Regions from separate parts of the Mus musculus genome. Here all the other regions are linked to region 3. Evidence: chromatin contacts called from public Micro-C and promoter capture Hi-C data. All regions are on one chromosome and are shown on one strand. Each heading gives the region's core, a stretch centred on a gene start, on an enhancer-like site or on the middle of the called end of the contact. The rest is flanking DNA. Distances are from core to core; before and after follow the strand shown.

Region 1 (4,537 bases), core at 462-2,961, 4.8 Mb after region 3:
CAGTTGGCACCAACCTGACTGTCCAGCTATCTTTCACTGATGCCAAAAGCTTTCCCCCCTTCAGTAGTAAATGTACAGGAGAGGCTTCCTCATGTTTCCTTACATTATGATTATTGTGTGTGGATGCCATGATACTTACATGGAGGTGAGTGGGCATCTTTGTTAGTTGGGTCTCTCCTTCTACTTTTTGTTGAAACCATTTATTTATTTTACGTACATTGGTATTTTGACTGCATGTGTGTCTGTGTGAGGGTATTGGATCCTCTGCAACTGGAGTTGCAGACAGTTGTGAGCTGCCATGTGGGTGCTGGGAATCGAACCCAGCTCCTCTGAAAGAGCAACCACCGTTCTTAACCACTGAGTCATCTCTCCATCCCCTCCTTCTTTTTTTTGTCAGGTCAGTTCCAGGATTTGGATTTAGGTTGTCAAGCCTGAATGGGAAACCTTTTACACACTGAAACATCTCTCTGGCCCTCTTTACTTGTAATCCTCTTTCATAAAACTCGCTTTCACCTCATTTGTCTGTGTCTTTCTTTAATCTTCATAGACCTTAAACATCCAACTTGGAGCCACTTCCCTAGGCCAACCTGACCCTGTCTGGCACCCTACAGCCTTGTGCCAAGCACAGCTGGGTCATGAAAGATCCTTTTATTCTCACAACTCCTGCATCATCATGTGCTCTCATTATAAAGCTATACCCCACAACCTTCCTTATATTTGCCCAGGCCAAGAACACTAGAGATGGGAACTCCTGAACTTCCTGTCTCCACCTAGCCAGGCTGGGATCACAGCCTAGTTGCTATTGGACCAATTTCCTTAAGATTCTCCTAAATTGAATCAGTTTCAAGTCCTGCTCTTAAAAAGAGCAAGCCAGGAGTGTTCATTTCTGTGGGCCATCTGCCCAGGTGACCAGGTTCTTTCTATGGACGAGTGCCCAGGAGTGAAAAACAAAATAGCAGAGTCAGAAAAGGTGAAAACAGGCATTTATTGAGACAGGGGTTAAAAAAAAAATTCTGCTGGGAACAGTGTTTTGTTTTTGTTTTTTGTTTTTTCCAGAGCTGAGAGCCAGTCTCACGGACTCTGGGTTGCTCATTTGTAGGGTTCATTCTGAATTCTCTCCTCCCCTATCCTATAACTTCATCTCCTCCACCCCGACGGTTCTTGGCCCAGGGAGATAACAAAAGCTAGTGAGGTGGCATGTCAACTGTCCAGTGGGAGCGTTATCTATCTTTACAGACAGGCAGTCATGTGCTAAACTTTTCCCTCTCGATCTTTTTCCTGACTATCTATTCCCTGCTAACTGCTCACTAGGGGAAAGGTGTGTTTGTATTTCCTTCTGGCGGCCGCATTCGCTAAGCGCTGGGAGATGTCTCCTGGTCCCAGACTTTGATGTCCCGTTTCGTGTATGGCTGTCCTCGGGGCTCCTTGTCGCCCTCAGGCTAATGCAAGCAGAAGCTGGTAGACGGAATGAGGAATGACAGGGGAAACCGCGGCTTCTCGCGAGTCACAGACACGTCAGCGAGGGCCTCACGGTCACTCGGTGTCCCCTGCCCTCAGGGACTGCCCCTTCGGGTGGACAGCCTCCGGAGCGTTGCAATCTTTTCCGGCCAGCCGCCAGCCAGTCCCCGGAAGTCCGAAGCGTCACGGAAATGACGCCACGCGTACGCACCGCGCGCGTGCTCGCGGTGCCGGGGGCGGGGCGTGCGGGGGCAGGGGCGGGGCAGGGAGCCGAGTGACTGAAGGGGCGCTGGGAGCGGCGGTCGGACGCCGGCGGAGCCGCGGAGCAGGTTCGGAGGGACGGGGGCTCCGGAGGCGCGTTCCCACACGGAGCGGGGCGGCGGCGGCGGTGTCCGGCCGCGCGCTGACCGGGGCCGCTCCGTTCCGCCTCTCAGCCGGGAGGGCGGGCGGGCGCATAGGGCCAGGCCGCCGGAGCTCTGCTGCTGCTCTCGGCCTCTCCAGCTCGGCCGAGTTCTTCCCAGCTCGGCGGGACTCGGGCTCCCGGGAGGACACGCTCCCCGGTCGTCGGCTGCCGCTCCGATCCTGTCCGAGTCCGGAGTTGTGGTTGCAGCCGGGCGGGTCCCATCCGGAGCCCGCGTGGGTCCCGGGGCTGGTGCGGCTGCTGTGGCGCGGGGTTTTGAATACTCGTCCCAGGTGCTAGAGGCCAAGGTTATGGGTGTCTCTGAATGAGAAGTCCTGAAGCTGAGGCAGGAGGATTGCCGCGAGTTTTGAGGTCAGCCCTCTGCCACTGAGGAAGACCCTTTTATGGAAAATAATAATAAAGGCAGTCCCTGATTCCGAGCTGTCTGGAAGGGAGAGCCAAGGGGATGTCCTTCCATCCCTTCGCGGAAGTTGGCTCCATAGAGGGAAGCGCCTTGGAGACTAGGTCATTGGCAGCTGGCTGTGTCTCAGAGCTGATGACCAACCTCTGTGGTTGGGAAATGTGTTGCTGGATGTGGTAGGCTCGGTCTGTCTGTGGAGTTTAGATGTGACACTGGCATAAGTTTTACAGCGTCACCTAGTTTTGTGGTAAGAGCCCCTATGGTCCCCCCACCCCCTGCCACCTCCTGGAAGTTAACTGTTGGGTCTTTTAACCTACAAACCTAGAATTACTTTTCAAAGGAAGACCCAATTAGTCACCCACTTCTGACATCCCAGTATTTGGAAATTGAGTCAGGAACAACAGTCTTGGGAGTTTTGACGTCAACGGGGCTATGTAGTGAGTTTGAGGCCAGCCTATACTACAGAGTAATATTCGATCCTCCCGCCCACCAGAGTCGCAGTTAAAAGAAAGAAGAGGCTAAAATAAAATGGTCTTGTCAAGCTTGTTACTGGGCGGTGGTGGCGGTGGCTCACACCTTTAATACCAGAATGCTGGAGGCAGAGACAGATCTCTATGAGTTTGAACAGGCCTGGTCTACAGAGTGAGTTCCAGGACAGTCCAGGCTACATAGACTGTTTTGGGGGGAGAAGAAGCTTGCTTGTTACTTGGTGATGACTGACTTTAAGGTTTACACATGTTAGATAGGGGCTGTTTAACTGAGCTACAGTCCCAGTTTCTATTCAGCCTCTGAGAGTTACTGTTTGGGGGGATTATTTATTTATTTTGATTTGTGTGTTTATTTTGGGGGACAGGGTCTCGCAATACAGCTTTGGCTGTGTAGATCAGGCGATCAGGCAAGACTCTGAACTTGGAGCATTCCGCCTGCCTAGGCCTCTCAAGTGGTGAGATTGCGGGTGTGGACCACTGCCTTGCCTGTCTTTTCTTTTGGTATGTGTGTTCACAGTGTGTGCATGTGGAGGCCAGAGGTTAGCAAATGTTAGCTATTTTCCTTGGTGTCATACTAGCCTTGACTTTCATTGAGACAGGCTCTTAGTGAACCTGGAGCTGGATTCACCTAGACTACTACTAGCTAGCCCACAAGCTACAGGGAACATTTTTTTGGTGTGGGGACTGGGGACCTGGTTCAGGTTCTCATGCTTGTGTGGCAAGTACTTTATTTTTGCCATTTATTTTGCCCCAGCCCCCCCTTTTGCCTTTGATGAAATGAAGTTGGAGTTTATTAAGAAACAGTTTTATTATAGAATTAAACCCCGGCTTTAAGGAAGAGAGAGACACTTTAAAGGACAGTATACCTCCAAGACATGTGTGTAAACTTCTTAAGAGTCTCCAAGATTTAGTGGTTCCTGATCAAAGGGTTAAGGTGCAGCCAGGATTTGAATCTTTACTTGCTTACAACATCTTGGCTGGAGAGTTAGCTCCCTGGTTGAGAGATCTGGCTGCTCTTGTACGGGATCCTGGTTTGGACGTGGTAGCTCACAACTGTCCAACTTCCAGATCCAGGGGATCTATGCCCTTTTCCAGGCTCCAGGGGTGCCAGTTTGCACATGATAGTGGACAGTAGAGATCCTTAAGGTGTAAAATGTTTGCCTAGTTTGCACCAAGGCCTTGGGTTTTATCCCCACCACGACAGAGAAAGAAAACAAAAATCTCCCACAGAATTTCATCATGGTGTGTGCTAGGCTAGAGCCCTGAGGATCAGAGCACCAGCCAACCTTTTGAAGTGTGGAGGATGGAAGAAGGGACCAGGAAATAAATACCTTCCCAAAGTGTTGAAAAATGTGTAACAGTTCAAACCAGTGAGCTGGAGTGGGAATTTTGGAGGCAGGTGAGTGTGTGTGTGTTGGGGAGCAGTGACCAGGAGAAGAGACCACCCAGCTACGTGAAGAATGCTGAAGGGCAGAGATGCCTGGGTGTGGGGCTTTTCTGTGCTGGTGACAGAGCCACGGGAGGGTATGAAGCAAAGTCATCCTTAGGTTAAGATAACTTCTAAGCAAACACACACACACACACACACACACACACACACACACACACAGAGGCTGCTGTATGGTTTAAGATGATTGTGTCCAAGGTAGTTCTGGGTTAGGGACTGTCTTTCTTGGCCATCTTTTCTGGTGATTAAGTATTTGAATTGAATCGTGTACTCATTACTAAGATTGACTCCCACTAACAGGAAATCTACTTTTATCTCTCCAC
Region 2 (4,443 bases), core at 1,098-3,597, 3.6 Mb after region 3:
AGCAATGAGAGAGACATACTCAGCAGCAGGAAGGAAGGGGAAGCAGGGTTGCTTTCTCCTAGGACCTCTCTATCTGGACCACTTAGGGAAGATGTTGCCTACCCTGGAGGAGAGTCCTCCTACCTCATTTAATGGCCTCCTGGAAATGCCCTGATGACCTATAGAGAGGCATGTCCCTTAGTTAATTCTACCTTCAATCAAGTTGACCACAGATATTAACCAACCAGATATACATGTATACCTTAAGAGGAAGAAAGTGGACAATAAGACATATGAAAGAGCAGGCGTGTTAGCAACTCCTCTTGCCCCTGTGACCAAAAATACTGGAAAGAATCAAGTGTGGAGAAAGGACTTACCTTGGTTCATGGCGGATACAGTTTATCATAGTAGGATGGTATGGCTTCGGTCTCATTCCATGGTGGTGGGAGCTCACACTACAGGATATACTCTTTAAGGCTGACACCCCACCCCCCACCCCCCAGTCACTCACTAGGTCACAAGTCTAAAACAGCATGGTTGGTGGGGGATGAAATATCCAACACAGGAGAGATCTCAAATTCAAATTATACTAAAGATTTGGGGTTTTAGAAGAAAATACAATTAGCTATTTTTCTCATCGCTAGACAAAAATACTTGATAAAAAGCAACTTTTGGCTAGTTTCTTTTTGGCTCACAATTCCAATGGTACAATTTATTACATCTGCAGAAGATGGAAGGCATAATGGTGAGAGTGTGAGGTGGCTGGTTACATTGTATCCACAGTCAGGAAGCAGAGAGACCGATGCTGGTCTCCATTTTGTTCAGTCTAGGGTACTGCCCAGGTTCAGTTAAACCTCTCTGTGAGTACAAGAGACACACCCTTCACAACCCTAAATCCAGTAGACTAACCATCACAAGCTACAATCCCTTCCGCAACAGCAACTTTCCCCCCAAGGCTGTACAAATAGCCTGTCTATAGCTGTCTCCCGACCAACACCCACACCCCCAGTACTCATACATGTTAAGTTTTAAAGTTCAGGCTAAGAATAGGTTTGCAGTTCACGTTGGATGGCAAAGAAAATGCTGTAAACCAGGCAGCAGTGGGCAGTCCAGACAGTGCTTGCAGGGAGAGCTGCGCCTATGCCCGCTTGAGTGTATTCTCTTGTTTCCCTCGGCTTCTTAGGATGAGGTTCTTTGTAAGTTCTAAGCGTGGGCCAGTTAGTAACACAAACCAGGCCACCAGATGATGCGGTTCGGCAGGCTGGTTGCCAGGACAAGTAAGTTCATGATAAGTTTTCTCGGGGAGAGGGTCACTGGTGATGTCACCACCCAGCACCAGGTGCTACATTGTATCAACAATCTACCAAACTGGAACTAGGCGGGTTGACCGTTTTTCTCCTAAACTCTGTTTGATCTCCACCTCCTGTTATATCCTCTATTGAATACAGCTCACAGCATAGCCCCTTGTAGCCGACTTGTTACATATACTCCAAAATATAGTAACTTTGTATTTATATAAATATGTAACTGACGTTCCATTAAACATACTATGTTAACGTTATGTTATAGTTTTTGTGCACACTTTCCCACCTGTCTTCTACCTAAGTTGCCCAGGCTAGCCTTGGAACCCTAAGGCCTGTGCTGGCTCCTTTTAGATTGCATAGTACAAAGTAACAGCAGGGCCCCCAAGCTCTGGTCATCAGAGATACATTTTCCATTTCCCCAGCAGCATCTGTATTTGCTGGTCAATTGCTGCTCAGGAGGGAGCCAGGGTAGGGTATCTTCTGCGAGACAGATTACTCAGACCACGCAACAGAGGAAGGGCCCTGGGATGCTGAACGCCTGGACTAACTGCATCCGGTCCCATCCTCCCAGGAAGGCCAGGCCGTGTCCATGCCGGGCACGCATGGCTGACGCAAGCCGGGCCTCGGGCGCGCGCACCCTCATTCATTCCCTCCATTCATTCTGCAGACGGCGGCCGCGCACACTTAGCGATCGCCCGCCCGCGAGATCCCCGGTGCCTGTGGACACAGGACTTGGGGACGAAGGTCGGGCGGTGCCCGCTGAGCGGCAGCGAGCGACCGAGAAGCAGCACCCGCCTTTCCCGCCCACGAGGCCCCTGGCTAGGCCGCCGCCCGCGTAACGCGCGGCCTCCCGCAGCCAGCGCATGCGCGTGGCAGCCCGCGCTCAGCGCCGGCTCCCGCGGGCCCTTCACGGTCCGCGTGCGTGCGCGTCCCCGCTCGGCCGGCCCACGTGACCCGCCGCCCCTCTCCCGCCCTGGGCGCTCCGAGGGCCCCCGGCCGAGTCGGACGGCTCCAGCGGACGTGCGCGTGCACGCGCGCCGCGTGGTTGGGCGCGGCGCCGTTGCTCCGCCCTCTCCCGGCTCCTCCCCCCCTCCGCGCGCCGGCGTCCGCTGCGTCTCCGGCATTTGAATCGCGCTTCCGCCATCTTTCCAGCTCCAGTCGGACAGGCGCGGAGACTCTTCTGGAAGGTAGCGTCGAGGCCGGGAGGGTGCGGGCGCGGGCGCGGGCGGTGACCGGAGGGTTTGGGTGTCCTTCGGGTGGGCGCGGGGCGGCGCTGGCGACGAGGCGAGGCGAGGCGGACGGGCAGCGCCCTGGGCTTTTTCAGCCCGCTTCCCTTCCCCCCACCGTCTCACGCCGCGTCCCCGCCTTCCCGCGCGCTCTTCCCGGCCGCGGCCTTTGTGGGGCGCACGTGCCGCAGCCGCTCTCTCTCCCCGCAGGATCCGCCGCGATGGCCGCCCAGGGAGAGCCGCAGGTCCAGTTCAAGGTGCGTGTGCGGCCGCACGGGGGCCCTCGGAGGGCGAGCGAGCGGGGAGGTCGGGAGGGGACGGCATGGCGGGGACCGCTCACGCCGCCGCCTCGTCTCTTGAATCTAGCTCGTCCTGGTGGGCGACGGCGGCACCGGGAAGACAACCTTCGTGAAGCGCCACTTGACGGGCGAGTTTGAGAAGAAGTATGTAGGTAGGTGCGGCCGGGGGTGCTTCACGGCAGCGAGGCCTCCGGGGGAAGGCGGCGGGCAGTGCACGGCTGACCCCTTCTGCCGCCCTGTTCCCCGCAGCCACCCTGGGCGTGGAGGTGCACCCGCTCGTCTTCCATACCAACAGAGGACCCATCAAGTTCAACGTGTGGGACACGGCCGGCCAGGAGAAGTTCGGGGGCCTGCGCGATGGCTACTACATCCAAGGTGAGGGGGGCCTTGCGGAAGTGGGCCCAGGCCCTCGGACATGTGCTTGGGGTATGAGCCGGAGAGCCAGCCGTTGCCGGGTGACTAAGGAGAGGGGACAGAAATCTCTTGGAGGGAGGCGACCTGGTTGGAGTGGATAGGAGATTTTTTTTTTCTTTTATAAGAATCGTCCGTGGTGTCGTTTGATCATATGCTGTGTCATGCTAGGCATTGATTTGGGGCAAACTGTGTGGCTTCAGAACTTAGTAGGAGACTAAGCTATTGGGAAAGCTCCCGGGTCACTTTTTGGTTTTCGAAACTTGAATTAAGGGCTACACGCAGTAGCTTACCCGTGATTATTCCCATCATTAAAATAAGTAGTGAGCATTTGCCCCAAGATACTAAACCTCTAGCCCCTCCTGGAGCCAGGCCCTCTCTCACACGTGAAACCTGCCGCCTCATGGAAACTGTACTTTTACTTTTCTCCTTGAAAGTAATCGAAAAAGCTTAGTGGGGAAAGAGTCTGTTGGTGTTTAAAGACGAATGAATATCCTTGTGATCTTACTAGCATGATGAGAAAATTCGTTCTTTGGCTTCTTCGCATGTAAAGGCAAAGGGGTGTTTATAACCGGGGTTAACTTTTTAACCAAAAAAATGGGGATGCTCACGTGCTTCCTCTTAAACTGTATCCTCACCATCCCTGCAGGGTAGGTTATAGAAACCTGGGCTCAGATTTTAGAAGACTGGTGTTTGAACTTTGATGAACTTTGATGGGCCAGCAGTTGGTAGTTAGTGATTAGGTGCCTTGAGGAGAAGAAGGTAGTTGATAGAGTGAATTGGTCTTGACTTTTGGAGTTTTCATTTGAAGAGGAATTGGAGTCAGTGTGCCATGTTTTACCATCTAACTTTTTAGTGGGGGACAGGGAGGACTTTTGAATGGAGTGGGTTGATGGGTGATCCAGAGTCAGGCCCAAGATGATGACTGAGTCCTGCAGTAGACTAAGACACTCTACTGTCTCCAATGTTTTTCAGCCCAGTGTGCCATTATAATGTTTGATGTAACCTCAAGAGTTACTTACAAGAATGTACCTAACTGGCATAGAGATCTGGTACGAGTGTGTGAAAACATCCCCATTGTATTGTGTGGCAACAAAGTGGATATTAAAGACAGGAAAGTGAAGGCAAAATCTATTGTCTTCCACCGGAAGAAGAATCTTCAGGTACGTTCTAATTTCTCGGTTCATTCTTAGAGAAGATTGTATATAAGGTACCCGTATATGT
Region 3 (4,666 bases), core at 652-3,151:
TGCTTGCCTGCAAAGATCAGCCTCTGCTGGTCAGGGGGGATGCCCTCCTTGTCCTGGATCTTTGCCTTGACATTCTCAATGGTGTCACTGGGCTCGACCTCCAGGGTGATGGTCTTACCAGTTAAGGTTTTCACAAAGATCTGCATCGTCTGTCACAAAATATACAAAACAATTCACAGGTCAGGAATGACACAAATATTTGTGGGATGGCATCAACATTTGTCAACTGGATGCTATAAGTCTAAATAGCAAGGTCTATCTACACAGATTCTGTCTTGAATCCAATCCCCCCACCCCGAAAAACCATCAAGAAAATAAGATTGTTGACTAACAAAGTTAAGAAACCTCGGCATGGTGAGTCTTTTTGTATTACCAAATTTACAGGATGGAGACTTCAGTATACCAACAGCTGAAAGTCAATTTCTGTCTATTTGAACAGTTTGCAGAAAAGCCTGACCTCTGGGAGGTTATGAAACCACAGCAGTCCCGGATTCAGTTTCAGAATGGTAATATAGCAAGTTACTACTGCAAAACTAAGTCTGAGCCCATGCCTATCGCTGACCTCAGCACTGGGGACACTGAGGTGGGCAGATCTCTAACTGGAAGGTCAGCCAGAGACAGTGTAATCCTGCCTCAACTCTCCTTCCCCCAAAAGAACACCAAACTTTTGTCTGAACGATTAAAATTAGTCTGGAGTGGTGGTACTGGCCTTGGACCTCATCACATGGGGTGGTAGAGGCAGAGATTTTGACAGTTTAAAAAAAAACACCCTTGTCGCAGGACAATGGTGGTGCCTTTCGTCCCAACACTTGGGAGGCAGAGGCAGGAGGATTTCTGGGTTCGAGGCCAGCCTGATCTACAGAGTGAGATGCGGGACAGCCAGGACTACATAGAGAAACCGTCTCGAACCCCCCCCCCAAAAGTTTCAGTAGTCATAGTTGTACAGCGACATTCTTAAAACGAAACAGGACAAGAATGGCTCACATTTCCCCTCTGAATTTCCGGTTCCTGTTTACTCTGGAGAGGCTACCGGAGGCCGAGACCCAAACCCTGTCCTACAACCGAGGGAAAGCTAAAGTCAAGATAGTGACGTCACTATCCATTAGGAGGCCACGCAACCCGCGACGTCACAGGGGGCGGCAGGCCAGGCAGGCTGAACCGCCGCCCAACCCCCTTCCGGTCTCGATCGCACTTCCGTCTTTCAGCAAACGAACGGACGAACGCCGGGCCAATCGACCTCTCGGGCCAGCCCAATATCCACGGCTCTCACAGCAGAGGCTCCTACGGCGCGCAACCCTAATTCAGTCCCCACCCCACAGTCTCCGACGTCCCCGGCTTAACCGGAGGGCAGCGGCCTCGCGGGCCTTTTTCCTCCCCCAACCTCGTCCTGCGCGTCAGAGCCCCGCGTCTTCCCCCTCAGGCTTCCATCTGGCCGCCATCTTGCCGCCCAGTCCTCTGCCTCGGGGCAGCCGCGGTCCGCGCGGGCCACGGAAACCAAACGTCTGGGCCGCGGGGCTGCCTCTCGCCCCGTCTCGCCTCCAGCCTCCCGTCCCCGACCGGGTGCGGCGGCTTTCTCCTCACCAGCGGTGGTGGCGGCAGTCCTCACACAGCAGACGGAACTCGCAGTCTCCACGGAACTAGCTGCGGCACGCCCGGCGTCTCTTTATATAGTCACCGAAGCCCCGCCCCCCCCCTTCCGCGCGGTCCCTCCGCGGGCAATGCGGTCAGGGACTACTTTGTAACGCCGGGTCCAGTCTCGGCAGCGAAAGCGACAGGCTAAAACTATCAAGGTACCTCTCTCACGGAGTTGTTTCACGGTGGCGTCCAGAGATTGAGGGGCTTTGTGTGGGAGGGCAGGGCTGTGACCTCGGGCGACTCCGCGGAGGGATCAGCGCGCGTGAGACGATCGGCACGAAAACACGGCTGGGATCACTGAGGCCGGAGCGGGCCTTGGCGCAGGCGCCCTGCGGCTTCGCGGCCTGGCGCCCCTAGTCAGGCCACCACCCCCCACCCCCCCTGTTTTCTTTCCGCGCTAGGGGGACCCAGGGCTTTGGCTCCTGTCACACTGGGATCCCATTGGTGACCTCGCCTCCTCAATCCCCTCATCCCCGGCGGGTCACTATGCCCAGCCCTCACTGTTTTGGCACAGTGACAGGGTGGATGACTGTGCAAATCTCCTAACAAGGAAAATGACAAAGGGTTTTTAATAAATTTAAAAAAAAAAAATACGAAGGAGGGAATCTCTCCCCGATTTGGAAAAACGAATCTGAGTTTGTCAAGGAAAGCAGACAGTCTACACAGTTCTTGAAAACTGTTGGCATTAGATCTGAAGCCCAGCAGAACCTGATCTTTCCAGATTTTTCCTAAACCTTGTGTCCTTGGATTCGAGAAGGTTCTATGTTTTCTATGTGCTTGTCACTAAGTAAAGGTCAAAATTTCCAAATGTTGTTCATATTTGTTGTTCATATTCTGAGACTGAACCCACTGAAGCCCTGATTTTTAAATTTTTGTTGTTCAGATGGGGGTTTCTCTGTGTAGCCCTGCCTGTCCTGGAATATGCTATGTAGACCAGGCTGGTCTCAAGTTTATATAGGTCCTCCTGCCTCTGCCTCCCAAGTATGGTCTACAGATCAAGTTCCAGAATGGCCAGGGCTACACTTGACTTGAAAAACCAAAAACCAAACAAAAAACCCCCACAAAAACAAAAAAGCACAAATGTGCACGTGTAGTACAATGTTCAGATTACAGCAAGCATATATCCCACTTATACGAATCAAATTATTCAGGGTTTTTTTTGTTTTGTTTTGTTTTGTTTTTTTTTTTTTGGTTTTTTGAGACAGGGTTTCTCTGTGTAGCCCTGACTGTCCTGGAACTCACTTTGTAGACCAGGCTGGCCCCGAACTCAGAAATCCACCTGCCTCTGCCTCCAAAGTGCTGGGATTAAAGGCCTGCGCCACCACTGCCCAGCTCAGGTTTTTGAAATGTAAGGCCTAAGACCTTAGAAGGTAAGAATTGAATCCCTGATGGGGAGAGATGGCTCCCCAGTAGGAACAGGTCTTTTTCCAGAGTACATGAATTCAATACCCAGCAACCCTGTCAGGCAGCTAGCTTGTGACTCCAGCTTCAGGAGGGTCCAATGTCCCTAGGGACACTTTCACATACATGTGGCACACACTTAGATGGACACACACTATTAAATGCCTTTAATCTCAGCATTTTTTGAGTTTTTTTGAGACAGGGTTCCTATATGTAGCCCTGGCTGCCCTGGGACTCATGACATAGATCAGGCTGGGTTCTAACTTGCAGTTGATACTCCTGCCTCTACCACCCAGACGCTGAGAATTCAGGCCTGTCTGGCTCCCTGGTTTAGGAATTCATAAACATTCAAGATCAGAGGTATTGTTCAAAATATACTTTAACTGCAGGTGTTGTTCAGAATAGACTTAATTTTCTGTGATTTTTTTCCATGAATCGAGGTCATATGCCACTATAAAATTAAAATGTCATTCTCCGGGTTTCTGGGAAGCCACAGTGATTTCTGAGGCAGAGTTCTGGGCAGGTCAGTTCTTTCTAGAATTCAGACAGAAGTTTGAGGAAGGGAAGAAAACACTGAAGTTGGTTCTAAAGTGATTCTGGCTTCCGGCCACACCATGCTATATTTGGCTGTCGCTTTGCTTCAGCCTCGTGATTCCTGGTTCTTGGCTGAGTCACCAGCTTTGTGGCATCAGGTTTTTTTCCAGAGTCTAGAAGATTCAGAGCCAGGCAGCCTTGATTTTAGAAGTAGGGGTGGGGGTAGGGGCGAGGAAGAAGCAAAGCTTGAGCCCTGGACCTGGCCAAGGTGAGCTTGAAAGGAAGAGATCCTCAAGGCTCTGGGGTAAGGAAGAAAGTACCTAGTGTAGAAGAACTACATGACCTAATGTCCAACAACCATGATGAAAATGCATATCATACTGAAACCTATTGCTACATGTAAGTAATGAATGCTACTTTCTGTCAAGAGAAGAAAGTATTTTTGGCTCAAAGGATAAATTCTCTGAAAATCGACACATGGATTTTGTTTGTTTGTTTGTTTGTTTATTTTAGTTTTAGTTTTGAGACAGGGTTTCCTCTGTGTAGCCCTGGCTGTTCTGGAACTGAGGAGGCTGGCCATGAACTCACAGAGCTCCTCCTGCCTCTGCCTCTTGAAAGCTGGGGGGAGGAGGGGGCGTGGTACCCCACCACCCCTAGTAAAATATATAGGTTAAAATAATCTTTGAGAATTTCATACATACAATGCTTTTTTGTTTTGTTTTTTGAGACAGGGTTTCTCTGTGTAGCTCTGGCTGTCCTGGAGCTCACTCTGTAGACCAGGCTGGCCTCGAACTCAGAAATCCGCCTGCCTCTGCCTCCCAAGTGCTGGGATTAAAGGCCTGCGCCACCACTGCTGGGGTGTTTTTTTGTTTTTTTTAATTCTTTTTTTTTTAATATTTTTTTATTCATTTGAATCCTAATATCAGCTCCTTGTTTTGTTTTTAATAACCCATCCACAGTATGTTCTTACAACAGAGGTGACCTACTTCTTAAAGGGCACAGGCAGCCAGGATGGGAGCAAATGGCTTCCCCCTCAGAGCTGGCTGCTGCTCCCGGGCACAGCCACTTCTTAGCCAGGAGCCACCCAGTAAGTTTG

Evidence for each region. Promoter capture Hi-C pulls out the DNA fragments that hold promoters and counts their contacts. Hi-C and Micro-C count contacts between places; a contact is called where the count stands out from the background.
Region 1: a contact with region 3 is called in a promoter capture Hi-C map of cranial neural crest. The contact joins the promoter of Rabgef1 here to the promoter of Ubc in region 3. A contact is called at or near these places in 1 of 39 promoter capture datasets (cranial neural crest) and 1 of 484 Hi-C or Micro-C datasets (B cells).
Region 2: a contact with region 3 is called in a Micro-C map of embryonic stem cells, with 5 times the contacts expected there. The contact joins the promoter of Ran here to the promoter of Ubc in region 3. A contact is called at or near these places in 2 of 39 promoter capture datasets (cranial neural crest and frontonasal cranial neural crest) and 3 of 484 Hi-C or Micro-C datasets (the G1E-ER4 cell line, embryonic stem cells and pro-B cells).

What each region holds. Positions count from the first base shown.
Region 1 is chr5:130,170,108-130,174,644 of GRCm38.p6, forward strand. It overlaps Rabgef1 (RAB guanine nucleotide exchange factor (GEF) 1), which reads left to right and starts at 1,712. Exons shown (of 9, transcript NM_001199059.1): 1 at 1,712-1,787.
Region 2 is chr5:129,017,809-129,022,251 of GRCm38.p6, forward strand. It overlaps Ran (RAN, member RAS oncogene family), which reads left to right and starts at 2,348. Exons shown (of 7, transcript NM_009391.3): 1 at 2,348-2,470; 2 at 2,720-2,766; 3 at 2,876-2,960; 4 at 3,058-3,183; 5 at 4,195-4,382. The coding sequence starts at 2,731.
Region 3 is chr5:125,388,116-125,392,781 of GRCm38.p6, forward strand. Ubc (ubiquitin C) reads right to left here and starts at 1,902. Exons shown (of 2, transcript NM_019639.4): 1 at 1,795-1,902; 2 at 1-149. The coding sequence starts at 146. RefSeq lists an enhancer at 4,636-4,666.